Regions from separate parts of the Mus musculus genome. Here region 1 is linked to region 2. Evidence: chromatin contacts called from public HiChIP or PLAC-seq data. All regions are on one chromosome and are shown on one strand. Each heading gives the region's core, a stretch centred on a gene start, on an enhancer-like site or on the middle of the called end of the contact. The rest is flanking DNA. Distances are from core to core; before and after follow the strand shown. Region 1 holds the start of Vstm2a (V-set and transmembrane domain containing 2A). Region 2 has its middle 220 kb from the start of Pom121l12.

Region 1 (5,927 bases), core at 486-2,985, 1.4 Mb before region 2:
TTTAGACCATCTGTCAAAAATGATCTATGAGGAAGCCTCTAGATTCTTAAGTTTCTCAACAATCTATGACTAACTGGGATGTTTCCTGTTAGAAGTGGGTCATAAGTATATGTCAAAATGCCCATTCTTAATCTCTCAAAACAGTGGTTAGCAATTTTGTTCTGGAGCCCACAGTAGTGAAACAAGTTGCACACTATCTAAGAGGCATATGTTTCATCTCCACAAGTTAACCTTCACATTTGTTCCCTTCAAGCCATTGTAAATTGCAATATGTAAGGAGATATAAAAATCATACATCGCATGTTTAGATCAGATCAAAGATTATTTGAAAGATACCACAGAGACTCCGTCTAGCCCCTTTGCAACTAACCTTGACACTGCCAGCTTGTAAGATTAATAGATCCATGTGAAAGTCACAAAAATAAAATCCCCTCCCTCCCTAGAGGGATCCTCGAACATGGAATTTTTGTTTTTTTGTTAAGAAGGCGATTGTTCTTAGCTTATCCAAGGGGTACTTTGCAAAGACCTGATGTCTGTCTAGAAGGAGCCTTTTATTTGTGGGGGAGAGAAGAGGACAAGCACAGGCACACATATGAAAGGAGGGTGACTGAAAGGCTGGCAGGAATGATTACAGCCACTTTCTCCTCTTTTCTTAAAGATAGTGAATCTGGGTGTCTCTTTTCACTGTTTTATGAAACCCCAAATTGAGCAATAATTAAAGTGAACATTTTATGTTTTATAGAAATGGACACTATTCAAAAGGTACCGTCTGAAAAGGCTTTTCTGCTTACATTAGCTAGTGGACTGGGGCATTTCTGCTTGCAGAAGTGATGCAGTCTTCAGCAGGCAAAAACTGTGATTTGCTCATGGTGTTGAAGCAACCACCGCAGCCTGCAAAGTCCTGAACAACTGGGCCCAGCAGGCTGCTGCCTCTTATGATGCAATTCATAGCTCCTTGTGGGTCCTCTGGTAAACACATGGGGAAGAAGTCACAGGGACCAGAGAAGGGGACTACAGCTTTCTGCCTCCAGAGAGGAGCCCCTTCCAAAGAGCAGCTTTGTATTCCTGAGTGCTTGCCTTCTTCATGCACAGTGAAAATGCACACACACACACACACACACACACACACACACACACACACACACACCTGTGTATGTGCTCACTGAACTCACCCATCATTACCTGGCTTGCATCTACTAGATGTTTCTCGGAAACCTGGCTTGCTTGCAATTAATAAACTTTGGGAGAAAAAGCCCAAATGAACACTATTCATACTATCTAAACCCGCTATTGGCTTGGTTTGAGCCACTCTCCAGCTGTCTGTCCATTCTTCGAGTTGGTTCAGCACACACACGCATCACCACAAACACATCACAAGCAACCGACTTACCTTGAGAAGAAAGCCCTTGTTGTACATATAACACGGAAAAGAACATAAATCCAACAGACGCCAAAAAGATCCCCATCATGCCAAGGGAGTGGGGCACATCCGTGTAGCCCAGAGCCCCAAAACCTAAAAAGACAGATAGGCAAGCGTGTCCGCAGGCTGCTCTCAGAGCCTGGGGCGCGATACTGCACGCATGCTGCCGCTCATAGCAAAGAGTAGCTTGGACACAGGGGATTGCGACTAGTGAGGGATGGACCGAGCTGGCTGCGATCCGGAGGCTTCAAGGCACAGACCCGGGTTGCCACGCCGTGAAGTGTCTCCGCCGCCGGCTGGCTGCTTCCGCTACCTGGCAGTTCGTCCCACGTCAGTCGCTCGGCTTGCGTGCTCGCCGCCCTCCCCACGCCCAGCGAGCCCGCGGCGAGTGGAGCGGGCGCAGGGCGGCGCGGACTGGGCTCGCGCGGCGCCCAACTTTGCCTCTAATGGCTGCAATGATGCCTTTAACTCTCTGAGCGCCGGGACTGCGCACCTGCCGGCCGGGGGTGGGGATGCGGGGCCCTGGCAGATCTCTGCTCTCCAGTCCGCCTTTACTCCCATCAGTCAGCTCGGGTTTAGCTGGATCAGATGGCGTTTTGCAAAGAGAGAAGGACAGGTTTAGGGTCTTGGCGTTTGCTCTGGGGTAGGGGTTAGGGATTTCAGGAGGAAGTTGAGGCATTGTTAAAGACGGAGGAGGAGTGGGGTGGGTTGGGAGTGACTGCTTTGGGGAGATGAAAACAGCCCACGGAGGAAAAAGGCGCTTAACCAGTTATTAACTGCTCCAGCTAAAATGATCTTATGCTATTATTATTTCACCAGAATGTATTGTAAGCAGTTTACAGCCCAGGAGAGGCCATTCATGCAGGCACCAGATCACTCCAGCTGGCGAATGGAAGGCACAAAAAGTACAAAAGTCATGTATTAGAGAATGCTCCAGAAGGAAAAGTCCATAACGCTATGCGTATCATCTTTTTCATGCTTATACCCATTGCCTGCGTTGCCTCCCTCCCACAGTATTCTGGGTGGAGGAGGGGTTTTGCAAATCATTAAGGTCCTCTTTACAAGATTTATTTTTGTTTTGTTCAGTTCCTTTTGCATAACATTAATTACATAATAGTCTTTAGGATTATGTGAATAGACAATATTTTAGCAGGCTCTCTCTCTCTCTCTCTCTCTCTCTCACACACACACACACACACACACAGACACACACACACACACACACACACACACACACACACACACACACACACACACAACCCTCCAGTAAGTTTCAGGACTTGGAATAAGCCTAGTCATTTGCTTTGGAAAAGCTTGAGTTGTATACTGTATTCTTAAAATTAAGAATCTTAAAACAACAAATACACTCAGAAACTCCTATCAGTTCTTGCCCAACTCAACCCTGGGTCAATGAACTTGCATTTTAAATTTTATTTTTATCCAAAATCACCGAATAATTTAAATTATTTTCATTATAGTTTCCTATGTAGATAGACATATAGTCTTCCTTAGTAATTGGAAATATGCATTAATCTTAATAATGCTACCAGAAACCAGTGAAGTTTATATATTTCCATTTTATAAGTTTTGAGTTTGTGCTTGGCTGATGGCTTTCCTGTCACACAAAAACTTAACCCTACCATGGCCATAGTATTTTAAAGCACTTGTCTGCTACAGTTGAATGCATCAGGAACTTAAAATATCAAAAAATAAAAATAAAAATAAAAAATGAAGGTACATGAACTTCATGGCAAAACATTTTATTTTGTGAAAATATAGTTACTCCCATTACTGATAGGCATGGGGAATATTTCACATCTGTTATGTTTAAGCTAGACATATTCTCCATCTTCCTTGCAACCAATGCAGAAAAAGGATTTTGAAGTCTGTCATAATTTTTTTTTTTAAAAAGTCTTTCTTCTGTTCTACCATTTTGTCTTGGAGAAGCTGTTCAGTGCATAGAAACACAATGCAGGGAAACACTCCACAGCAACCAATACTTCAAAAACCAAACAACATATTGCACGCATTCAATGCTCATCTGGCAGGTCATCTTGTCATTTAAATGTTAGGCCTAACTTGACATGTGGGAAGAGATTACAGGGTTTTAGCTTTCTTTGCAGCATTCAGCATAAACACTAGCTTAACGTGTCTTGAGAACGACCTGACTTCATGATTATCTGCTGTCCAAATAGTTTCCAGTCCAGAGGAAGAGCTCCACCAACAACAAGGGGTCTGTGTGAGTCCGCTTAGCAAGGCAGATGGCAGTAGACGGGCAAACTGAGTCCTGGAGCAGGATAAGTTCAATGGGACAAGTTTGAAAGTGCAAAGAAGAAAGAAAAGAGCGATTATTAGACACACCATCCAAATTCATAAACAGGAAGTGATAGCATCCAGATAGAGGGAAGGAGGGAAAGGAGGAATGGGCAAGAGCAGAAGGAAAGAAAAACCTACTTCTTCTTTTTTTTTTTTTTTTGTTTTTTTTTTAAACCTCTGTAATTATTAGTTTATTAGTATCATCCAGGACTCATGTTCAGTATTCCTCCTCAAATTACATTAACAACGCAAATGTAAAGAACCCAAGTCAAAATTATATAACAGCACTCCATCACAAAAGCGCGTGAAATTACAAGAACGCTATTTAAAACACTGGCACTTTAAGAGAACGATAATCTCAAAAAAAATCCACAAAATTGCCAAATTGTTCCCTAAACTAAGCAGATTAAACATGATTAATGAATGAGTTTGGGTTTTATAAAGAAAAAGCAAATGTATTGGACAAATGGTACATACTAATATGCAAAGTTTATCCTCTTGTATCTGATTCATAAAGGGACAAACCACAGTATAGGAAAATATACCCTTCATTTTAAATGTGGCATAATTTTAAAAGCTGGCTCAAGTAATTAAAAATACCTTTAAACAGTCAAGTTTCCTGAGCAATCCATATCTAGATAGAAGGGCAAAGGCGTTACAGCCAGCGTTCTTGTGATACCCTGTGTAATGACAGTTATATTTTGCAGTTTCCCCTACTAAAGAAGACCTGAGAATGTATCCCCAAAAATGTGAGCTTAAAATACAAGACTGCTGTACTATTTGTTGACCTTAGTCCCAGCGAAAACCTACTTCTTAAATAAGATAAACAATGTTGGCGAACACCTTCATTCAGTATGAAACCTTTACCTTACTGAAGGCAAAGTATATGTTAACAATTAAAAACTAGACGTTTTCTGAAACAGTCCCTGTAGTATGCTGCGATTTCCAAGATTGGTGGTGAAGTGATTGTAAAGGCCAGCTTTCTGCATCAAGATGTGCAACACACATTTCCTTCCCGTTCTTTCTCCCAAAAGATGGGTAATGTGTAATCTTATAAAAATGACTGCAAACTTCTTCTTAATGCCACTTCATATTTGCCATTTTGATTCCTAAAACTGTAAGCATTGTGTTCCCACCGTTCTTTCCTCCCAAGCTCCTGCTAGAGAGGATTACCTGAATGTCTTTCTCCTCAAACATCTTTTAGGCCCTTTGAGTCTTTCCATTGTTTTCCATCTGGCTTCTATGTAGGTTGCATTTATGCAGTTTTTACAAACTCAAACTTGCTTAACTTTGTCTTTCAAACAGTCTCTTTACAGGCTTTTGCATAAGCTTTGAGATGTATTGATCACTGAGTCAAAGGGAGAGGAAGGACTAAGAGCCCTCTGGCTAGGGACCATGTAATCTCTTTACCCTAAGAGGTACACAGGGGGTATTTTCCCATAGTGAACTTGAAAGGATTCCTCACTTTCAGCTCTCAAATGCACAGAATGTGTTTACTTTATATTTTACACTATCAGTTCTTTTTAAACCAAGTCCTGTGTACCAAATGAAATTTGGGAAAAAGTTCAGAATAATTTAAAGACATAAAAATAGACATTTTCTTCACGAATAGTCTGTAAAACGTTTAAAATATCTATGTGCAGAACCAAAGGTTAATCCCCATGGATGCAAGAAGATAAGCCTCCTTCCTTTATAGGCCTTGCTGGCATCTCCCTGACTTAATTGAGCTGGGTTCAGATGCTTTTCCATCTGCAACCCTGAGGGTGTTCACTATGGTGTTCTTGAACACCTTCTTTGGAGATAATAGAAACTGCATGAGGAAGGATATTCCAGGGTATTGAGGAACATTTTCACTCACAATTTCATGCCTGGATTAATTTATTTCTTACTTGGGAAAATAAAAGGAAGTATTACAAAGCTTAAATGTTGCAGTAATATAAAATTCTACAGAAAAATTTTTATTTCAAATAAAGAAAATAAGAGTTAACAGGAAAGTCACTACTTAGAGTTATCAAAAATGGACAATAAAATTTTGTTTTCTATGGAATTATACAAGCCAAGAGATATAACATTTAAGTTTTCTTGGCATGTTGAAATGGAAAGATATGCTAAAGTTAAGGCCGAATGGTAATGTCAGAAAAAATGTGACTGTCTCTTGCACACGTGCAGCTCACATCATTAGAAACTGAGT
Region 2 (6,097 bases), core at 1,390-3,889:
CATTCAGCATGAAGGGGTGTTGGATTTTGTCAAAGGAGCTCTCTGTATCTAATGAGATCATCATATAGTTTGCAGTTTTTATACTTAATTTTGATTATAAGGTGGATTACATTTATTGATTTATTTATGTTGAACCACCTTTGCATCTTGGGATAAAACCTATGTGATTATGTTGATGATCTTTTAATATGTTCAGGAATTCATTTTGTAAGTGTTTCATTGAGGTTTCTCATTTCTATTCATAAGGGAAATTGGTCTATAATCTTTTTCCTTTGTTGAGACTTTATGTTTTTGAATGTCAGAATAACTGTGGCCCAAAACACCATGTAAGAAACATACATGAACACATATGTGTGTTTCCATAATGTCAGAATTTATTAAATAACAATAAATTGATAAGGTGTTCTGGTTTATAAAGTATGAATCTGCCAAGTAATCACACTTTCTTTGATATTCTGGTGGAAGCTAATGGAATTTCTTTTATTTCAATCTCAGTTACTAATATTAACTCTCTTATTAAATGTCACACAGTCAAGGGTAAATATCTCTGTTTATATGTATATATGCTATTCAAATAAAAGGTAAATAGTCTAACCAGAATTAAAGAGGTTTATTATGAGGAGGTTGAAAGAAAAGAATCTAGGTTGATCTGACAATGGACCCAAACTATTTCAGGGAAGGAGTTGAGAGTATTTATTGAGAATGAAGCTACTGCAAGGTAAAGGTGTAAAACTGTGTATGAGCAAGAATGGTAGGTTCAGGTCCAAACAAGTGAGTAAATGAATAGGAAGATGGCTGCCAACAAAATTGCTTTCACAGTGGGGGCTGAGCTGAGTTTAAGCCCAGGGACAGTTGAGAGTTCTCTAATAACCTATCCTTGAATCACTCATGAAGTAAGAGATACAGATCTGTGATAGGCTATGCCAGGGTAAGTGTTATACACTTTCATTTGTTTAGTATACTCAATAAACTCTGGGGACTAATTTCTCTATTATAATTTTAATACACTCATATATAAAATAGCTACACACTATAGATGTGTATACCCTTTTAATTTGTAGGGGACCACTTTTCGTCTCCCAGAAACAAGTCAGTGATATGTCTGTTCAACAAATGGTGGAGTTTGTAGTTATAAATATAGGCATATTTGCCCTTCAAACTCAAAATAGGGTCAAAAGTTGCTTGTAAAAATGGAATCCTTCAGGTCTGAAAACTGCTGTTTTACATAATATAGATTAATTTTACTGAGGTCTAGAGTTATCTCAAAAACCTTATATACAGATTTATTTTTTCCATCTAAGCTGAGTACTTCCTGATCAATTTGCTTGATGTGTATTTTCTTTAACTTTGTAAAAGTTAGCAATTAATTGGGGGGATGTTTCTTTCCTTTTGTTGGAAACTTTGCTTTTTTGCCTAGTTGCTTGTATGTTTGTTTGTTTTCACCAAGATTGCATGTAACCCATTCTTGCTTCAAACTCTCTATGTATCTAAGGATGACAGCAAAATCCAAGTCCTTCTGACTCAACCTTACAGGTGCTAGGATTCCAAATGCGTACAAATGTGACTAACAGGGAATGCATTTCAAAGTATTTCTTTAGCAGAAAGAACCTAGATATATTATTATGTCAGACGAAAAGTTAAAATTTATAAACTGTGTGTTGTCCTAGAACAACAAGTAACACTGGATTTCAAAGATCCTTGACATAGATCATCCTTTCCTATACCTGTATCTAACTGATAATTCAGCCTTGCATGACCCATGATGAGTTTTACCCATCCTTGTACATGCTAATAAACATTCATTTGACTTTGGTATGTTAACTAGGAGAAAAGCCTGCATTGACCTTTCTCTTATATGGATCTCAGACCAGTGGAGGGCATCCCTTCTTAGAGCACTTTAGTTGAGGATTCTCAGTCACCTTTACTCTGGAATACAGCAAGCTGTTACACATTTTTCTTAGTGTCTAAGTAGTCTCTCTCACTTCACAGTTGCCTTCATTGTCAATCAAATGTAAAGCTATTACTCTACTCCAATGAATGAAATTTTGAGAAAATAATGATTTCCTTCATTTATTCTCATTAAGAGGCATCTTTCTAAATACTCTCAAGACAAAGGATTGACTGAAAAATAAATGTGGCCCCATCATTTCCAAATGATTTGCCCAGCTGAAAGCAATATCTCCCAAATAGATGAAGAGCTGATGTGTGGCACTTTCAAGCACTCTGTAAGAGAGGTTTATTTCCCTAATTATATAAGAATCCCTTCACTATCTAAACCAGCCAAGTTTTTTGGTGAGTAGAAGTTACTAAAGATCCTGCATTTGGCTACTTTAAGAAAAATAACCTAAAAGGTCAGTGGTTTCTCTCATATAATGATTATAATCTGGCTTATGAAACAGACATGGAGAATTTCTAATGCTTTTGAAATAGCATTTTGTACCAAGCTCTGCACAAACAGATTCTGGCTAAGAGGTCCAGGCCAAACTTTTTTCTTACCTATTCTGAAAAATGCAAGAAATAGTCATCTAAAAGGAGCCATTGAAATGAGATTTCTAGAATAAGCATGGTTTCACTGTTCCAAAGTCTGCTCCTGGAAGGCTTATCTCAGACAAAGCGCCAGCATTCTGGCATTCTGCACTCCCTGCAGCTGGCAGAGTGCCTCAGAGCACAAGGCAGTTTCCTTCCTGGGAAGCACCTTCAGTATTCACAGATTTATGCTGGATTTCAAAAGGAGGTATTCTCTGAGAAGAGAAGCAAGATGCCTGAAGAATTCCCTTTGTGCTTATTTACTGACATCTCTTGTTTATCTTCTCTTTGGGATTTTAGGAAAACCCCGTGGCTCTCTTGTTTGCTTACCTTTGATGCTATGAAAGTTAGTGAGTGGTGATTTTGAAAGTAAAGATCGAATAGACATACAAAGAAGAACACTGATTTAAGTAAGACCTTTCTTAAAACTTGAAAAAAATGACTAACCAAGTTAAAGTTTAAAGAGACATATGTAAAAGTATCTTGTAGTTCTGACTCTCCAAACACAAATGTCTCATCAGCTGAAAAAACAACAATAACAACAACAACAAAAACTTGTTGCTCCAGGGCAGGATTTATCAGTGGCTCTTGTAAATCTCACCATCCTACAGAATATTCACATATGGTAACTTTTGTCTTCACACTAAGAACTCAGAGACTCTACAGGCTCACAGGGACCAACAACAGATCCATCTGTACTGACAGTATTTAGCAATGTGACACTTAGGAGTAAAATGTAAAACTAAGATTTGATATGGACTTTGCTTGTTCATATGTCCATCTTATACGTCATGAAAGTAATTGTCAGATGAAAAATTCTGAGACATGCATGACAACTGATTGCAGGGAAAAATAAAGACAATAAAGGTTCACATAAGTACTGTGTGCAGATCTCTGCAAACATAAGATTGTAGGTTTTGAAAAGTATGCAGAAAACATCATTTTCCTCCAAACATAATCTCCAATGCAACAGCATTAAGATTCAGACCATTGCCAAGTTTAGTAAAGTAGTCCTGTAAGGCTAGCTACAGAGGAAGGTGAGGCAGGATGATCTCATGGTCAAGTTCAGCCTGGTCTACAGAAAGAATTCAAAGCTAGCTCAAGCAACATAAATACAAACTAAGAAATAAAAGCCCAGTTGACATAGACTGAAAACTGAAGAAGTAACAATGGAGCTCCTACATTTCATACAAAATAAGTAAGTAAGTAACCAAACAAATGATAAATAAGTGAAAGATTAGTGTCCATAACCTCTTTAAATGGGTCTTCTGGGAAGAGTCTATGCCACTGTGCCCTCTGCCACGGGAAAGCCCATATACATTTTGAGGTCCAAAGTACACAACCAAAACCTCCAAAGATATAGGAGATGTTGGTGCCTTCACTGTTAACTTGAAGCCTCCAAATCTGAACAGCCACTTTCTCTTCATTATTATTATTATTATTCCTTTGCAACATTTTCTTGTAGTATCACAATACAAAAAATAATTTTCAAGTAAGTAATAAAAAGAAACATGCCTACTGCTAATCTTGCTTGGCATTGTGACAATCCCAAGAAGACAGAACCTAGTGAAGGGTTGCTTTCATCAAATTGAACAATAGCCTTTGTATGAGGATATTTGGTTTACAGGTAATTGATGTAGGACGATCTATCCCAGTATGGGAAGTATCATCACTAGGTAAATTGGCCTTGGCTCTCCAGGAAAGGCAGCTGATATTCAACTTGTTAGTAAGCTAGTAAACAGAGCTCCTCCATGGTCTATGTTTCACGTGATGATTGAACGCATGCCCTTTGATTCCTCATGGAGGGACCACCTTGACCTATAAGCTGAAATAAATCCTGTTTTCAAGGTGTTTCACTTGATCATGATACTCATTACAGAAACAGAAAATTAAAAAGAGAACTAACATTTTAATTATTTTCTTTTAGGAGAAATTGTGGGTGGCTATCAAGAAAGATGTTAAAAGTCAAAGAAAATATCTTTCTACACTTATTTTTTTTTTTTTTTGGTTTTTTGAGACAGGGTTTCTCTGTGTAGCCCGGGGTGTCCTGGAACTCACTCTGTAGATCAGGCTGGCTTCAAACTCAGAAATCCACCTGCCACTGCCTCCCATGTGCTGGGATTAAAGGCGTGTGCCATCACGCCCAGCTACACTTTTGAGAATATAAAATTATCTAAAGCTGGTTGCCTGTTATGCAGGATGCATTAAGATCATACACAAACCAGGAATCTGAGGATATAAGCAGGGATGTCTATAGATATAGTCCTTTTCAGGTGTCAACTAACTCTGCCTATCTATACTCTTGGAATATGGACTTTGCTAACTTATTTTTTTAACACAGATTCATTCTACAGATTAAAGAAAAGATAAAATTAAATTGGGTGTTAATTAGGCTGCACTAACTAGAATTAGGAAAAGATATACAAATAAATTACTAAGATTGCAATTCAACATAGACCCTTGAGTCAGGGAAGCTGTAGGGGAGCTGAGTGTATCCTCAGAAGATAAGTATGTGTTTCACAATGGATGAAAACTGGAATAAAGTTAATTAAAATGAATTCTGAAGTATAGAATACATTGCTTCTTTACTTCATTCTTCTTGTGCAGCTTGAACTTACAAAATAAATTAATAACAAGGTATGATAGTTTGAAGATTAGTTCATGTATTTAAATGTTTGACCATAATGAATGACACTATTACAACTATTGTCTTTTTGGAGGTGGTGTGGTCTTGTTGGGGAAAATATGTTACTGTGTAATCAGGTTTTGAGATCTCCTATGCTCAGGCTCTATCCATTGTATGTTTAGAACCTCCTCATGGTGCCTGAAAAAGGCAATCTCCTTCTGACTGCATCCAGATCAAAGTGTAGAAGAACTCTTGGCTCCTCCAGCACAATTTCTTCCTAGATGCCACCATGGATCCCACCATGATAATAATGGATTAAACCTCTGAAATTGTAAGTGTGCCTCAATTAAACGTAGTGCTTTTGCTTATGATGGACATTCACAGCAACAAAACCCAAACTAATATATACGGTAAATGTACCAAACTTTATTTCCAGTCTCAGTTTTTTAAAGATAAAGACAGTAACAATGCCTAATGATATATTGACTAACATTAAATTAATTCAGAATGATTGATTTCAGAACATATAATTAGTATTAAAAAACATTTTCTCATAGAAAGTCTCAAAGGAGAAGGTTAAAGGGAGTTGCTATAACAGTGAAAAATATATATGTTTATATATATATTCTTAGCCAATGTATACAACAGTTAATTATAATAACACAAAGAAATAAAAGATATTTTAGAAAAACTCATGAAAATATCAAAAACGGAAAAGTTAAATATATATGTGTACATATACATACACAGTATAAAATTTTAATCAATATTAAATATGTGGCTGGAATAATCAATAGCAGATAAGATATAAAAGGCAACTACTTTACTCAATATGGAGAAAATACACAAATATGAATACACTATCCATAAGATTGTTTTGAATTATCAACTGAATTATGTGAATAAATTCCATATATGACATGAAAGTGGTAATATCAAAATACC

The links. HiChIP or PLAC-seq counts read pairs in DNA pulled down with a chosen protein or histone mark.
Region 1: an H3K27ac HiChIP or PLAC-seq map of SST interneurons shows a contact between it and region 2, with 8 times the contacts expected there. The contact joins the promoter of Vstm2a here to the enhancer-like site in region 2. A contact is called at or near these places in 2 of 39 promoter capture datasets (hippocampal neurons and second pharyngeal arch cranial neural crest), 3 of 115 datasets of contacts at active chromatin or transcription factors (SST interneurons, VIP interneurons and astrocytes) and 1 of 9 other capture datasets (adipose tissue).

Annotation. Positions count from the first base shown.
Region 1 is chr11:16,253,550-16,259,476 of GRCm38.p6, reverse strand. Vstm2a (V-set and transmembrane domain containing 2A) reads right to left here and starts at 1,735. Exons shown (of 5, transcript NM_001290539.2): 1 at 1,391-1,735. The coding sequence starts at 1,469.
Region 2 is chr11:14,815,678-14,821,774 of GRCm38.p6, reverse strand. No RefSeq gene overlaps it. Among named protein-coding and RNA genes, the nearest start is that of Pom121l12, 220 kb to the right of the region's middle. Within about 2 kb of position 2,639, at least 4 of the 459 cell types and tissues checked have an H3K27ac peak or open chromatin away from gene starts, as enhancers often do. A contact at or near this core is called in SST interneurons, where this site is marked.